Linked DNA regions of Callithrix jacchus: region 1 is linked to region 2. A link is a contact called in public Hi-C data. All regions are on one chromosome and are shown on one strand. Each heading gives the region's core, a stretch centred on a gene start, on an enhancer-like site or on the middle of the called end of the contact. The rest is flanking DNA. Distances are from core to core; before and after follow the strand shown.

Region 1 (6,575 bases), core at 1,217-3,716, 440 kb after region 2:
TGACCTCCTAACCTCATGACCTGCCCATCTCAGCCTCCAAAAGTGCTGGGATTACCAGCATGAGCCACCGCGTCTGGCCTTACTATTTCAATTTAATAGGAAACCAAGGTACATGGGATGCTCTTTCCCCAAGGACACACAGCTTGTGAGTGGCAGACCTGAGTAGTCTGGCTCTAAATTGTGTGTGCTGAACCACTGCACTATACTGCCGTTCACAAATATAGCTAAATGCACTCCCCTTTTTTTCCAGATCAAATTAACACCATTTGGATAAACTCTGAAATATTATACAAAAGGAAGGAGGTCATTTTATCTCTTACCGATTCACCAATCACTCATTGGATACTTATAATGAGCTCTGACAGGCCCTAGGTAAAAGGAAAGAGCTTGGAGTCTACTGGAGAGAATAAACAAATTATCACTAAATTGACTTGATAGAGGAATGTAAAATGTACTAACTGCACTCAGAATGGGGATCAAATCAGGAGCACAGGAGGGAGACATTCTCCTAGAGACAACATATCTGTCTTGAAGGACATGTGGGCTAAATAGGCTTGCTGGAAGCACTGGGGGAGGCACAGGGAAAGAAGGGTAGGGAGTCGTGTTGGAGGAAAGCGCTCTGTGGATATGGGAGCCAGCATGTTCTGGAAGCTGCAGTTTGATAAGACTGAAATAGATCACATTTATGCCATGGGAGATGAGATCAGAAAGGGAGGCTGTTTGCCATGCTAAAAAATTTTCCTGCAGAAGAGCTGACTGGAGAAAGAAGAGACTAAGGGGGTGAGGAAAACTAGATCTGAAGCCATGGCAAGATTCCAGGTGAGAAATGAAGTTATATTAGCTAAGGCACTAAGGGTGGGGATTGATGTGAGAGAGGTTTAGGTGTTGGAATCTACAAGACTGTTTACTTGAATGCAGGGAATCAAAAGTGAGGGAAAGGGAAGGAAGGACCTTCTCTTGCAGGGAATTCCAGGTCTACTCAAAGGAAAACTTCCATGGAAGAATGAAGAGGTAGACATCAGGAGGCTAAGACCTGCTCTGTGTTTCCCACCAGGTGACTCACAGACCACTGGGGACACTTAAGATTTGGTGGCAAGGAGAGTATAGGATAAACATGTTTTTTAAAAAATGTGTAATTATGTTAAGGTATATTCGAAAAAAAAGTAGCCTATAATAACCTATAATTTCTCATATGCTGCCAACTTAAAGAAAAATATTAAATAGTAGTGTAAGTGGGAAACGGAGGAAATCCAAGCAACAGCATAGATGGCCTCACCAGAAAGTGAACAGGCAGAATGTTAATCACAAGACAGACTACAGCCAGGTATGCAGATGCAGGGGGCCCAATTAAAACCTGCACACTGAATTCTGCAAATAACAAGGAAAACTGCACCCTTACTGAGGCTGCACTGACCTAACTGTGAAGAGTAACAATGCCTAGTCTCAAACAGACCCTTGTTAAATGTTCTGAGCGAGGGTAAATATACTGGTCACGCACTAACTTTTGCTGTTACTTTCACTGTACTTGCCCTGGCCCTACAACCAGTCCGCAACTTCCTGAAGTCAAATCATTTTATATTTTCTCCCATAGATATAGAGGTGACTCTCAACAAACTTGGCTGCCCATCAGAATCACTTGGGACGTTTCTTAAATTCCTGAAGCCCAGGCCTCATTCCAAACCAATTAAATCAGAATCTCCATTGGCGGAACCCGAGCATTAGGATTTTCTGAAAAGCTCCCCAGAAAATTCCGATGTCCAACCGACTGAAAACACTGAACTAGAACGTGATAACGATTTTTTCTTTTCTTCCACTTGCCCCTACAGCGGCTTTCCCCCCTGCCTGTTTCTCTTGCTCTAGACTCACGTGGATTCCTAAGCATCCCTCAACACTGTCGCTTCAACTCGCGCTGTCGTTATTAAGAACGCAAGCCTATGGTTCACTCTGCTAGTTGACACGTGGAGTGTGCAGAGCGGACAGGCAGCTCTCCAGCTCTGAACGAATCGAGGGCAAAATGGGACTTTTGAGAACAGGCAGTTCCCCGTTGTGGGGCTGACGGGCTGACGGGGGCTGTCCGGGGAGGGGCCGGGCTGCGGGATTGGGCTCACCTTCTGGTCTGAATTGGGCCCTGCCTGGCGGTACACCCCAGAGCCGTAGGCGAAAGCTAGACTCAGCTCCTCGGGGAAGTGAGACAGGATCCTGCGAAAGGTCACCCCAGAGCTCTGCAGCGCCTGCAGCGCCATGGGGTCGAGGCTGATAGGGGACCCTCGGCAGAGCAGGGCGAGGACAACCGAGCGGGAACAGACCCAGGCAGGCGGTTTAGGGTGGGAAATGGAAGTCGGAGACCGGCTCGAGGAACACAAGGCTGAGCGTGGGGTGGGACTGCAAGGGCAGGCAAGGACTGGGGCGCTGGGCCACGAGGAGCAGCGCCCAAAAGGCGCAGCCCGGTTAGGCTCGGGTGGGTGGCGATCGTGCCGGCCGAGCTTCCGTCCTTAGCTACGCCCCACGCACACGCGCTTCCAAGACGTAAGAGGCGGTGTTTGCCTTAGTGTAGGGAACGCGAGATCTTTGCATTGACCCCTCGTGGTCGGAGGAGTGTACTGCAGGTTGGCGGCCTTCGTTGCGACTTGGACAAATGCGCGGAGCCGAGCGTCACCCGACCCCGCGGCCCCTGAGCCTTGATCTCTGTACTCTCTTCAAATCACAGTTTAAGGAATGACTATAAAACCAAGAGCGTTCCCAGAACTTTGGGAGGCCGAGGCGGGTGGATCACGAGGTCAAGAGATCGAGACCATCCTGGTCAACGAGGTGAAACCCCGTCTCTACTAAAAATACAAAAAATTAGCTGGGCATGGTGGCGCGTGCCTGTAATCCCAGCTACTCAGGAGGCTGAGGCAGGAGAATTGCCTGAACCCAGGAGGCGGAGGTTGCAGTGAGCCAAGATCGCGCCATTGCACTCCAGCCTGGGTAACAAGAGCGAAACTCCTTCTCAAAAAAAAAAAAAAAAAAAAAAAAAAAAAATCTTGAGCCTATTAAAGGTTTTTAAATGAGGCGACACTCACATAATATAGAACTAACGTTCTGAAATGGGCGGTATAGTAGCATTTAGGACCTTCACAATATTGTGCGACCATCATCTCTCTAGTTCCAAATTTGCAGATTTTGAATAATTAGAAAAACACAAAATTAAAATGATGCACAATCCCACCATGTGGAGATAGCACCGTCAAGATCTGACCCGGACTTCTTCATGTTAAAGCCCTTTTCAAATCCAAGCGTGGATATGGGAGTGTGTGGTAAAGGACTACACAGACGTTCTCTGATAGTTGCATTTAATTTCAAGGGTGGATAAGAGTTTTCACCCCCTGGCCTTGGGGATTGGTCTCACAAAGGGTGCTTCATGCAGTTTCTGGAGGAAACAGGACCCTAGGAGTGGAAAAAATCTTAGAGCTCTCTTTTTTTGTCTGTATCTAGAGAAACTTGCTGGAGATTACCGGTAATTCAATGGTGGTTTGACATCCAGGACAAACTTTCAGCTACTCTCTCCTTCCTTCCCAACGTACACTACCTCTCAAAAATAATAGCTAACATTTAGGTAATGTTGACGCATTTTCACATGCACTTCTCATTGAGTCCCCTCTAGCGCTCTGTGACAGGGCCTTGGTTTCACAGATAGCCAGGCTAAGGCTTAGATCGGTAAAGCCAGGTGCTTAAGATCATATCAGTCTGCGGCAAAACTAGATCTAAACCCAGCTCTGGCTCCACTTCTGGGATTTTTTGGAAAATTCTGCCCTGTCCTTGAGAGGTTTTGAGCAGGGACTTACATGATTCACATGTTATCCTGAACTGGGGAGACCAATTAGACAGTTTTTATCATAGTTCCCTCTTGAACTGGAAACGACCAGGCCAAGGTCTTAGAAGCAGAGATGGGATTAATTCAATCGGAAAAAATGAGTACTTGCACTCACACTCTGGGTCTGCACTAAGATGAAGAGATCTGAACTGCCTGCTGCCTTGCAGGAGCTCGGGGTCTCTAGAGGAGAGGAGACAGACCTGCAAATCAGAATAGAATTTGGGTAGTACAGCCGGGTACCCAGCACAGTGCAGGAGTGTCCTGTCCCTCCAATGGGAACGTCAGTCAGTGCTGGGTGTTCGGGAAATGGACCAGAGGAGATTTCACAGTGATGGCATTTTGAGCCAGGCCGGGAAGCTGAATAGAGTTTATCAGGTGGAAGATAGATGGGAAAGATTCTACCAAGAAAGAATTGATAGGACTCAGTGACAACAACAACAACCACAATAATAATAAGTGTCATTTATTAAGCACTTACTATTCCCAGGCACTTTTTATACTTTTTTTTTGAGACAGAGTCTTGCTTTGTTGGCCAGGCTGGAGTGCAGTGCCATGATCTCAGCTCACTGTGACCTTCATCTCTAGGTTCAAGCAAGCATGCCTGACTAATTGTTGTATTTTTAGTAGAGATGGAGTTTCACTATGTTGGCCAGGCTGGTCTCAAACTCCTGACCCCAAGTGATTTGTGATTTGCCTATCTCAGCCTCCCAAAGTGCTGGGATTACAGGTGTGAGCCACTGTGCCCAGGTTTTTTATACTTATTTCTTTTAATCACTCCAAAAACCCTATGAGGCAGGTTCTCTAAGATTATGATGTTTTTCATATGAGGAAACAGAGGTCGTAAAAAGAGCAGTAAATGTTCCAACGTCACACAGGAAAGTGGTGAAGTCGAGGTTTGAACCCAGAGCTACCTACCTCTAAAGGCCAAAGTCTTTACCACCATGTTTAAGTGCCCTCTATAGCAGCTTGCAGGGTGAGAGAAGGAAATGGGAAGAAAACTGGCTCTCAGGCATCAGCCAAGGTTCAGGAGCAGCAGCAGTAGCCACAACATTAAGCAGGAGACCAGGGCAAGGGAGCGAAGAGAGGCTGTGTGTCTGCATCCCCTGGTGTGGACAGGGTCATTTCTGCTCATTTTCACTACAGATCACCCTTGCCCAGGGTGCCAGAATCAGACTCCACTCACCGTGGAATTACACTGAAGCCTCTCACCCAAAGACGGTGAATAAATCCCATTACCAGCCGGATCCTTTTTGATTTCCTTCCTTCCTTGGAGAAATAATTCAACTTCGTTGAATTCTTTCCTGTTTGCGAAAGTAATCCATATTCATAAAAATGTAAACATTATGAAATACATCCATCATCCCCCAGAAATAGCCACTGGTAATGTTTGGCACTTATTCCTTCAGATATTTTTCTATGAATATATTAACATTAAAAACAATTTTAAGTGGACTCCTAGGATAGATACTATTTTGCAATTTGCTCCTTTTGCACTTAGCATATCAGAGACAATGAATGTTCTGTGTTCTGTGTCAGAGTATATAGATTTCCCTCATTCCATTTATTAGTAGCAAATTATTCTAAAATATGGATATGCCATAACTTATTTAAACATTTTCTCTTTCTTCCTTTCTTTTTTTTTTTTGAGACTAAATTTCACTCTGTCACCCATGCTGGAGTGCAGTGTCACAATGTCATCTCACTGCAACTTCTACCATCTGAGTTCAAGCAATTCTCCTGCCGCAGCCTCCTGAGTAGCTGGGATTACAGGTGTCTGCCACCACATCCAGCTAATTTTTGTATTTTTAGCAGAGATGGGGTTTCACTGTGTTGGCCAGGCTGGTCTGGAACTCTTGACTGATTGCTTGCCTTGGCCTCCCAAAGTGTTGGGATTACAGGCATGAGCCACTGCTCCCGGTCTGTTCAAACATTTCATTGTTGACGGATGTAGGGTATTTCTAGTTTTCACACCTGCAAACTATGCTATCATAAGCATCCTTTTACATTTTTTGTGCATATGCAAGTATTGCTGTAAGATAGATTCCTAGAAGGTGAATTGCTGGGTCAAAGTGTCAGCACACAGATAAATTCCCCTCCAAATGACAGTGCCAATTCACACACCCACCAGCAGGGTTCAGCCCTTGATAGAAATAAAGATTCTGCAATGTTTCTCTGTTTGTCTCCCAGGCGTTCACACCCAATTATCAGCAGTTTTCATTTTCACAAACACTTTTCTTCCTGCAATGCAAAACCACCAGCTGGAAGTTTCCATCACATTCCTGTGTGCATTTTGCCTTTCCCCAGAAAGAGGCAGAAGCAGTGTAGCCAGGAACGCATTTGTATTCTTCAGCTGAAATCTCCCTGCTCCTAGCCCTTCATCCACTCTCTTTTAAATTACCATGGCTTGCAAAATTAGAGGCTATTAGGAAGCCCCAGTGTTCTATATAATCGCTTTAGGGTTCTGTTGGAAAGCTTATACCAATGAAATATGTTAGAGAGCCACTTACAAATATAGATAAATGCCCTGTGACTTGAGTGAGTATTGGGCCTCATTCTTCTCATTTATCTAGCAGTTGTCTTTGTATTCCTTAATAATGACCTTGTCAGGAAAACTGTCATTAGGAGAAGGTTCATCTAATCCATTTTTTAAAAAAGCCTCATTTAAAAAAAAGTCTGTAGCTTTAACGCTTTTTTTTTTCCTAATCAGCGTTTCAGTACAGGA
Region 2 (7,119 bases), core at 1,824-4,323:
ACAGCATACATTTCTATGACCTTGGGTTAGACAATGGTTTCTTACACAAGATGCCAAAAGACCAAGCAATGAAAGAAAAAAATGGTAACTAGGACTTCACTAAAATAAACTGTTGTGCTTCAAGATAGCAAAAAGGCTGGGCATAGTGGCTCATGACTGAAATCCTAATGCTTTGGGAGGCCAGGGTGCGAGGATCACTTGAGCCCAGTAGTGCAAGACCAGAATGGGCAACATAACGAGACCTCATCTCTTTTTAAAAAAAAGAAAAGAAAATTGAAAGAAGTAGCTGAGTGTGGTGACGCATGCCTGTAGTCCCAAATACTGGAGAGGCTGAGGTGGGAGTATCACTTGAGCCTGGAAGTTCAAGGCTAGAGTGAGCTGAGATCACACCACTGCACTCCAACCTGGAGAACAGAGTAAGACCCTGTATCAAAAACAAAAACCAAAAAACCCCACAGAATGGGGGAATATATTTGCAGATGATACGTTTGATAGGAAACCTTTATCCAGAATCATTTCTCCAAAAGAGATACACAAATGGTCAAGAGGCACATGGAAAGATGGTTGACATATCCAGTCATTAGAGAAATGCAAGTCAAAACCATAGACAGATACCATTTCACACTAGGATGGCTATAATCTATAAGAGACAATAACAAGTAATGACAAGGAAGTGAAGAAATTGGAGCCCTCACACTTTGCTAGTAAGCTTCCACCCCCCACCCCTTCCCATCTTCCGCGAGGCTGGAGTGCAGTGGCATAATCTCAGCTCCTGCAACCTCCACCTCCTGGGTTCAGGCAATTCTCCTTCCTCAGTCTCCTGAGTAGCTGGGATTACAGGCACGTGCCACCACACCTGGCTAATTTTTGTATTTTTACTGGAGGCAGGGTTTCACCATGTTTGCCAAGCTAGTCTCGAACTTCTGATCTCATGATCCACCCATCTCAGCCTCCCAAAGTGGTGGGATTACAGGCATGAGCCATTGCACCCAGCTAATATTTTAGTAATGGTGTGATCACTTTGGAAAACAAGTTGGCAGTTCCTCAAAATGTTAAACAGTTAATCATATGACCCAATAATTCTCCTAGGTATGTTCCCAAGATAAATGCCCATTTGCTGATGAATGGCTAAATACATGTGGTATAGCCACACAATTGAATATTATTTGGCAGTAAAGAGGAATGAAATACTCACATATGATACAATATGGATGAAAATATTATGCTGAGTGAAGCCAGTCATGGGTGATATCATTTATAGGAAATAAGAATAAATGTGTAATATTAGGCCATGCGCGGTGGCTCACGTCTGTACTCCCAACACTTTGGGAGGCCGAGGCGGGCGGATCACCTGAGGTCAGGAGTTCAAGACCAGCCTGGACAATATGGCAAAACCCTGTCTCTACTAAAAATAGAGAAGAGGCAGGAGAATCGCTTGAAGCTGGGAGGCGGAGGTTACAGTGAGCCTAGACCATGGCACTGCACCCAAGCCCGGGCAATAGAGTGAGACTCTGTCTCAAAAAAAAAAATTGCTCTAGGCATTTCCTTCCAGCTTGCGGGGTTTGAGGGAGTGGGTATGGTGTTAATAGGATAGCTAAAGGGTGGGTAGGTTGGGTCTTCTGTTTATTCAAGTAAGGCTGTTAAAGTTGTGAGGAAAGGTAGTGTTGAAGACAAATGCTGTGACATTATGAAAGGAAGGGAAGCAGAGAGAGAAGCTTAGGCATGGGCCAAGTTTGCATCACGAGGTCCATTTTTGAATCTTAGCTCCATTACTTACTGTTTACCTGAGCCAAGCCCCCACTCTGAGACTGAGGTTTTTCAACATAAAATGGGGAGTTGGAAAGGTCAAATAAATTAACTCATGAGAAGATTTGTGTTGTCTGGTTTATTATAAATGTTAAATCCTATGGAGAATTTAGACATTTTGTCATTCATATTTTTATGATAGAGAACAGCTTAAAACTTCTCTTTGGTGTAAGTATAGTCTGTAGAACCATGATGTTCTGAATAGATGACTGCAGTCATAGTTTGTGAAACCTGATTATAGCTGATACTCTGGAAATGTAACTCAAGTTGTAGTCCAGAAATTCATGCTCAAGGTGGTGCTGTTTTCCCATAAATCTGATGAGGTTTTACATTTTATCTCTATTCCAAATCAAGCAAATAACTGTATATATATATATATTTAGGGCCATTTCTGCCTTCCACAGTCCTCACGTCATCTTCCCTTGTGAGACCCCACCCAAAATCATTTCGTAGAAATGTGTATTTATCCCATATTCACTAGAACACATATGGGAGCTAAGAGTTGAGTATACCAGTGGACCTGTTACATTTTGGAAGACATTTGTTAAAACAATACTTTAGATATTACAGCTTGCTTTTTATATTTTAGAGTCAGTTTGTTTTTAGGCCAGAAATATTTGAAAAGCTTGTAAGCCCTGGCTCCTAATGGAATAAAGGACCTAATATAACTCTTCTGCAAACAGATTACATTACAAGGGAAAATACTCATTTCGAACTTATTTTTGCTCATAATCTCAATCTGGACTGCCATATTAATCATTTCCTTCTTCTTGTCGGAAACCAGACATGCATTTTATAGATGGGTCATTGTGTGTTTGATGTGAATTGTTTTGTTTTGTTTTGTTTTTAGATCCGGGGATTTCTTTCACGGTTTGATAATGTCCTTCCCGTCAGCCTGGCATTTGACAAATGTACAGCTTGTTCTTCCAAAGTAAGTCATTTTGCATTGGAGGGACTTGTTTTTAAAAGTGAGCAAATCAGCATTTGACCACAGCCTCACCAGCTACAGCCATTGAAACCAACTAAGGGCTTTTTGTGGGGGAAGGGTGGGGTCTAAACACTCAGAAAGGACTTTGTTTTCATGGATCTGTATTTATTCTCACAGTGGTTTAAAACCAGCCTGAGAAAATGTATAGTGTAGGGAGACCGAGTTGAATATTTTAACTCTGTATCAGTACTTTGTGTCATGCTAATTTTGTCTTGAATTTGAACTTTACTGTTCTTTGTTGCTCCCCAGAGGGTTCGCTCCTAGCGGGGATCCTCACAGAGCAATTTTTTTAAAGCGTACTCTCAGGGTGAGGCAGCCTTGGCTGAGTCTTCCACAGATCCACATAATTACAAAGAAAAAGAAAACAGAGATTAGGGGCCTGGATGGGAAGCCACTAAAGGGGCCCCTTTAGCTTTGATCTTTCCAGAAGCTCTAAAAATAGACCTGGTATGTTAGCCATCGTAATGGGAAACGGCTGATATATCTCAAAACTATAGTGATGGCATCCTATGTTTTAATAGGTTTTCAGATGCTGTCTGAGTGAATTTTACATGTACACTGTATGTGATAGCTGATTTCCTTTCAGGTGTCCCTTTCAGCCTTCTAATGCCCAGTGACTTGACCTGGGCTCTTAAGGCTCGTGATTGCTGATAAGTAAAGATTTTCATGTTGAAGTGCTATACAAAATAATGTTGGTAGTCACCAATCCCCAACTCTGGCTTCTCAGATATAATTTGGGACTGTTTTTCTGTGTAGCCTTCATCTGTCTGCTACTGTGGAAGAAATAGAATTCTAGGGACGTTTTTCTCTATTCTGAGTTGACAAGCTTTCTTTGAAAACTGTACTTGGGTTATATTTTATGGGAAGCATGATCCTGACCAGTTTCTTTGAAAAGTGAATGTAAAATTGACAAGCAATGTTGATAAATTTGGTTACATTTAGATGCTCAGAAATTTAAACTAATTATTTTCTTTTTGCCTCCAAAGTAAACTATGCCCATTTTATCATTATGCATCCCAAGTGCCTATGTTGAGATTTCAAGCTTACCCTTTGTCTTTAGTTACCCATGAACTCATTCTTTCTGTAGTTTTCCTTTAAGGTGTATGTGCTGAAGCCAGGGCCTCAAGGATGTCTGTGTGCACCTCCATCTTCAGAAATGCAGGTTTAAGGATTATACCACATCTTTAGTGGAGCAGTTCTTTTCCCCCTTTGAATGGTTGAGCTAACTGGTCTCAAAATAACTTGGCAGTATTAATTTTCATACTGAAATCATTTGGGACAGGTGCCAGGTTTTCTATGGCTTTATATTGATCTGCTAGTCAATGAAATAAAGATAATTGGGTTCTCTAAGTGAAGTGCAAACACTCATTCTTTCTTGTTGTATTTCTAATTAAATTAGCCTTTGAGATACTGTTTATAAAAGAATCACAAGCATACCAACTAACTGGGTGTTTCTTATATACTTTAAAAGAATAGCTTGGCATTTTTCTTTCACACTTATCATAAGCTTTAAATTAAATATAGGTATCACTTTTTTGTTAGGAAAATTATTTCCTCCTGGTGGTCATTCTGAGGGTCCTGATTTACATAAACATGCTGGACGATTTAATACAAACTGACTTGGATTTTAACAGCTGTGCTATTCCCATAGCGATCACTTTTCATGTGGTCTGGGTATTAAATTTCTTCTGTGCTGGAAAGGTTGCTTCATTGGTGCATGTATTTCCTTACAGTAGAAATGCAGCATTTACTTACTTGTCTACCTTCTTTATTCGCTTAGGAGATTGTCGTTCTCTATTATCTGCAAATCCAATGTTAATAAGTTTGAAATGACAAATCCAGTACATTTTCATCTTTGTGTATGTGAATTTTTTCTTCATAGATACTTAGCATAATACGTTTTATACTGAGTCATGTCATAATTATTGTTTTAAAAGATTCTTTGGGGCTAAAAATTACTTTTTAAAATTTCTCCTTTGGCATTCATGAAGTAAATTTTTCCTTTGGTAGTTTTCAGTATGTTTTCCTCCCCCCCCCCCGCCCCCCCGCCGCCCCGCGCCCCACTCTCCAGAGACAGATTGGGGAAGTAATAAGTTCTGCTGAGTCATAAAGCGCTTGTTCATAACCTTACTCATTAAAAACAAAACAAAGCAATATATATATATATATATTGCTCTTACATCTCGTTCTCTGTGTATATATGTGTCCGCACACACACATATATACATAGAGAGAGCGCTTTTGATGTAGCCTGAGGTGGGGAAGAATACAGTGCTTTGCTTCTAAGGCAGGAAAGTCGGAACATTTACTCACAAATCATTTCTTACCCTACATGATCTTAGGTTGGCACATGACGGGGTCAATTGTTCCATCTTAGAGGAAAAATATTGAAGAATTAGGGGGAGAGGTGGGTGGTGAGGAGTCAATTTCATTCCAATTTCTACTGATTGTCTTGTAGAACTTTCTAAACAGGTGGTATTTATCAGTGAAATTTCAAAAGACCTTGTTTGAAGTTTATATGAGTTGCTTTTTACTTCAAGGACTTCCAAGCTAACTAGAGTATTATGGCATTACTACCAGAGGAAAAGTGTAATTTTAAAATCAATATTCCTGAATTTTAATATCAATATTCCTGAAAGAATTTCTCATAGTTCATTGTTACTTTGTTATTGTTAGCCTTTCACATAATTATTTTTTGGCAGTAGAGTATTTTTGGATGACTTGATATAATTTTAAGTGGATCTCCTGTATACACTTTAACCACATTCACCCATTGTTAATGTTTTGCTCTATGTGTATGTGTTCTCCTCCTCCAATCCCTCCTTCTCCCCTTCCCCTCCCTGATTTTTTCTTGAAATTTTGAGAGTACGTTGGAGACATTGTGATCCTTTACAACTCTTGAATGCTTCAATGTAAACCCCAAGGAACAAAGACATTCTCTTACCTAAACAAAATACCCTTATCAAATTCAGGCAGTTTAATGTTTGCATAATACTGTTTTCTAATCACCAGGCTGCATATTCAGTGTTATTTGTGCCCGTTAATGTTCATTGTAGGTGTTTCCTCCCAGACCAGGGTCCAACTGAGGATCAAACATTGCATTTAGTTGTCATGTCTCTCTGGCTTCCTTCAATCTGGAAAAGTTACTTCATCTTTCTTTGTCTTTCTTAACTTCGATGTTTTGATATTTTGCCAGTTATTTTTGTAGAATTTCCTGCAATGTGGATTTGTCTGACATTTCCTTCTGATTCGATTGAGGTTATGAATTTTTGGTGGGAATACCAAAGAAGTGATGTTGTCTCCTCACATCAGGAGTTATGTAATATATTATATCCCTTTTGGTGATGCTACTCATTCCCTTTCCATATCTGTAATTGCTTTTTCCAACAGTGAGAAACCTGTGATCTCGGCTTACTGCAACCTCTGCCTCCCAGGTTCAAGCTATTTTCCTGCCTCAGCCTCCCAAGGAGCTGGGATTACAGGCGCTCACCACCACACCTGGCTAATTTTTTAGGGTTTCACTGTCTGCCAGGCTGGTCTTGAACTGCTGACCTCGTGATCCACTCACCTCAGCCTCTGCAAGTGCTGGGATTACAGGAGTGAGTCACCACACTCAGCCCTGTCCTAGATATATCTACTCACTTGCTGAAGTCTAAAATACACAGAAAGTAGTTTAAAAGTTGCTAGCCCATGCTACTACAGAAAATAAACCTAGAACCTACGGTGCCTATTTGTGCACAGTTCTTTTTTACTAGGTAAAATTTACATATGGTGAAATGCATGAATCTTAAAACAACTCTTAAGTTTTAACAAATGTATACACCCATGTAATTCACACTTCTCCCATCAAGATATTAGAATTTTACCATCACTGCAGAAAGTTCCCAGGTACCCTTTCCCAGGCAATTCTTGGTGAGGGGGAAGTATGTTGAGTATCATGGCTATTCCTTCGCTATAAGGAGTAAAGCTAGGCACCTTCAGGTGTTGTATGGATTAATAGCCTTGTTTCTAGGACCCAGAAGTTGACCAAAACCTTTTTTCAGACCTACAGAGTCAGGAGCAGGTCTGTGCAAGAGGAGACTATGCAGAGTATTCTTGCTGCTGTTGCACAATTCTGTTACTCACAACCTTTGTGATAGTGCAGGAACAGCCTGTTACGAAGAATCAGGCTCCAAACTTGGTTTGCATACCATCTGGGACCTGTGCAGATGTAGCAAGATGTGCCCAGAAACCTGATCTTGAGATTTTAATTAGTGATTAGCAACCCTAATATACTCATTGCAGCATTGACTATGCAGTAGGCTTTTCTGTTGATGGGTTATGAT

What was found. Hi-C and Micro-C count contacts between places; a contact is called where the count stands out from the background.
Region 1: a contact with region 2 is called in a Hi-C map of induced pluripotent stem cells, with 2.3 times the contacts expected there. The contact joins the promoter of TAMM41 here to the enhancer-like site in region 2. A contact is called at or near these places in 2 of 3 Hi-C or Micro-C datasets (induced pluripotent stem cells and skeletal muscle).

What each region holds. Positions count from the first base shown.
Region 1 is chr15:69,045,328-69,051,902 of calJac240_pri, forward strand. It overlaps TAMM41 (TAM41 mitochondrial translocator assembly and maintenance homolog), which reads right to left and starts at 2,467. Exons shown (of 9, transcript XR_013527510.1): 1 at 2,109-2,467.
Region 2 is chr15:68,607,553-68,614,671 of calJac240_pri, forward strand. It overlaps ATG7 (autophagy related 7), which reads left to right. Exons shown (of 17, transcript XM_078351659.1): 15 at 2,657-2,737. Among named protein-coding and RNA genes, the nearest start is that of ATG7, 110 kb to the left of the region's middle. Within about 2 kb of position 3,074, at least 4 of the 16 cell types and tissues checked have an H3K27ac peak or open chromatin away from gene starts, as enhancers often do. A contact at or near this core is called in skeletal muscle, where this site is marked.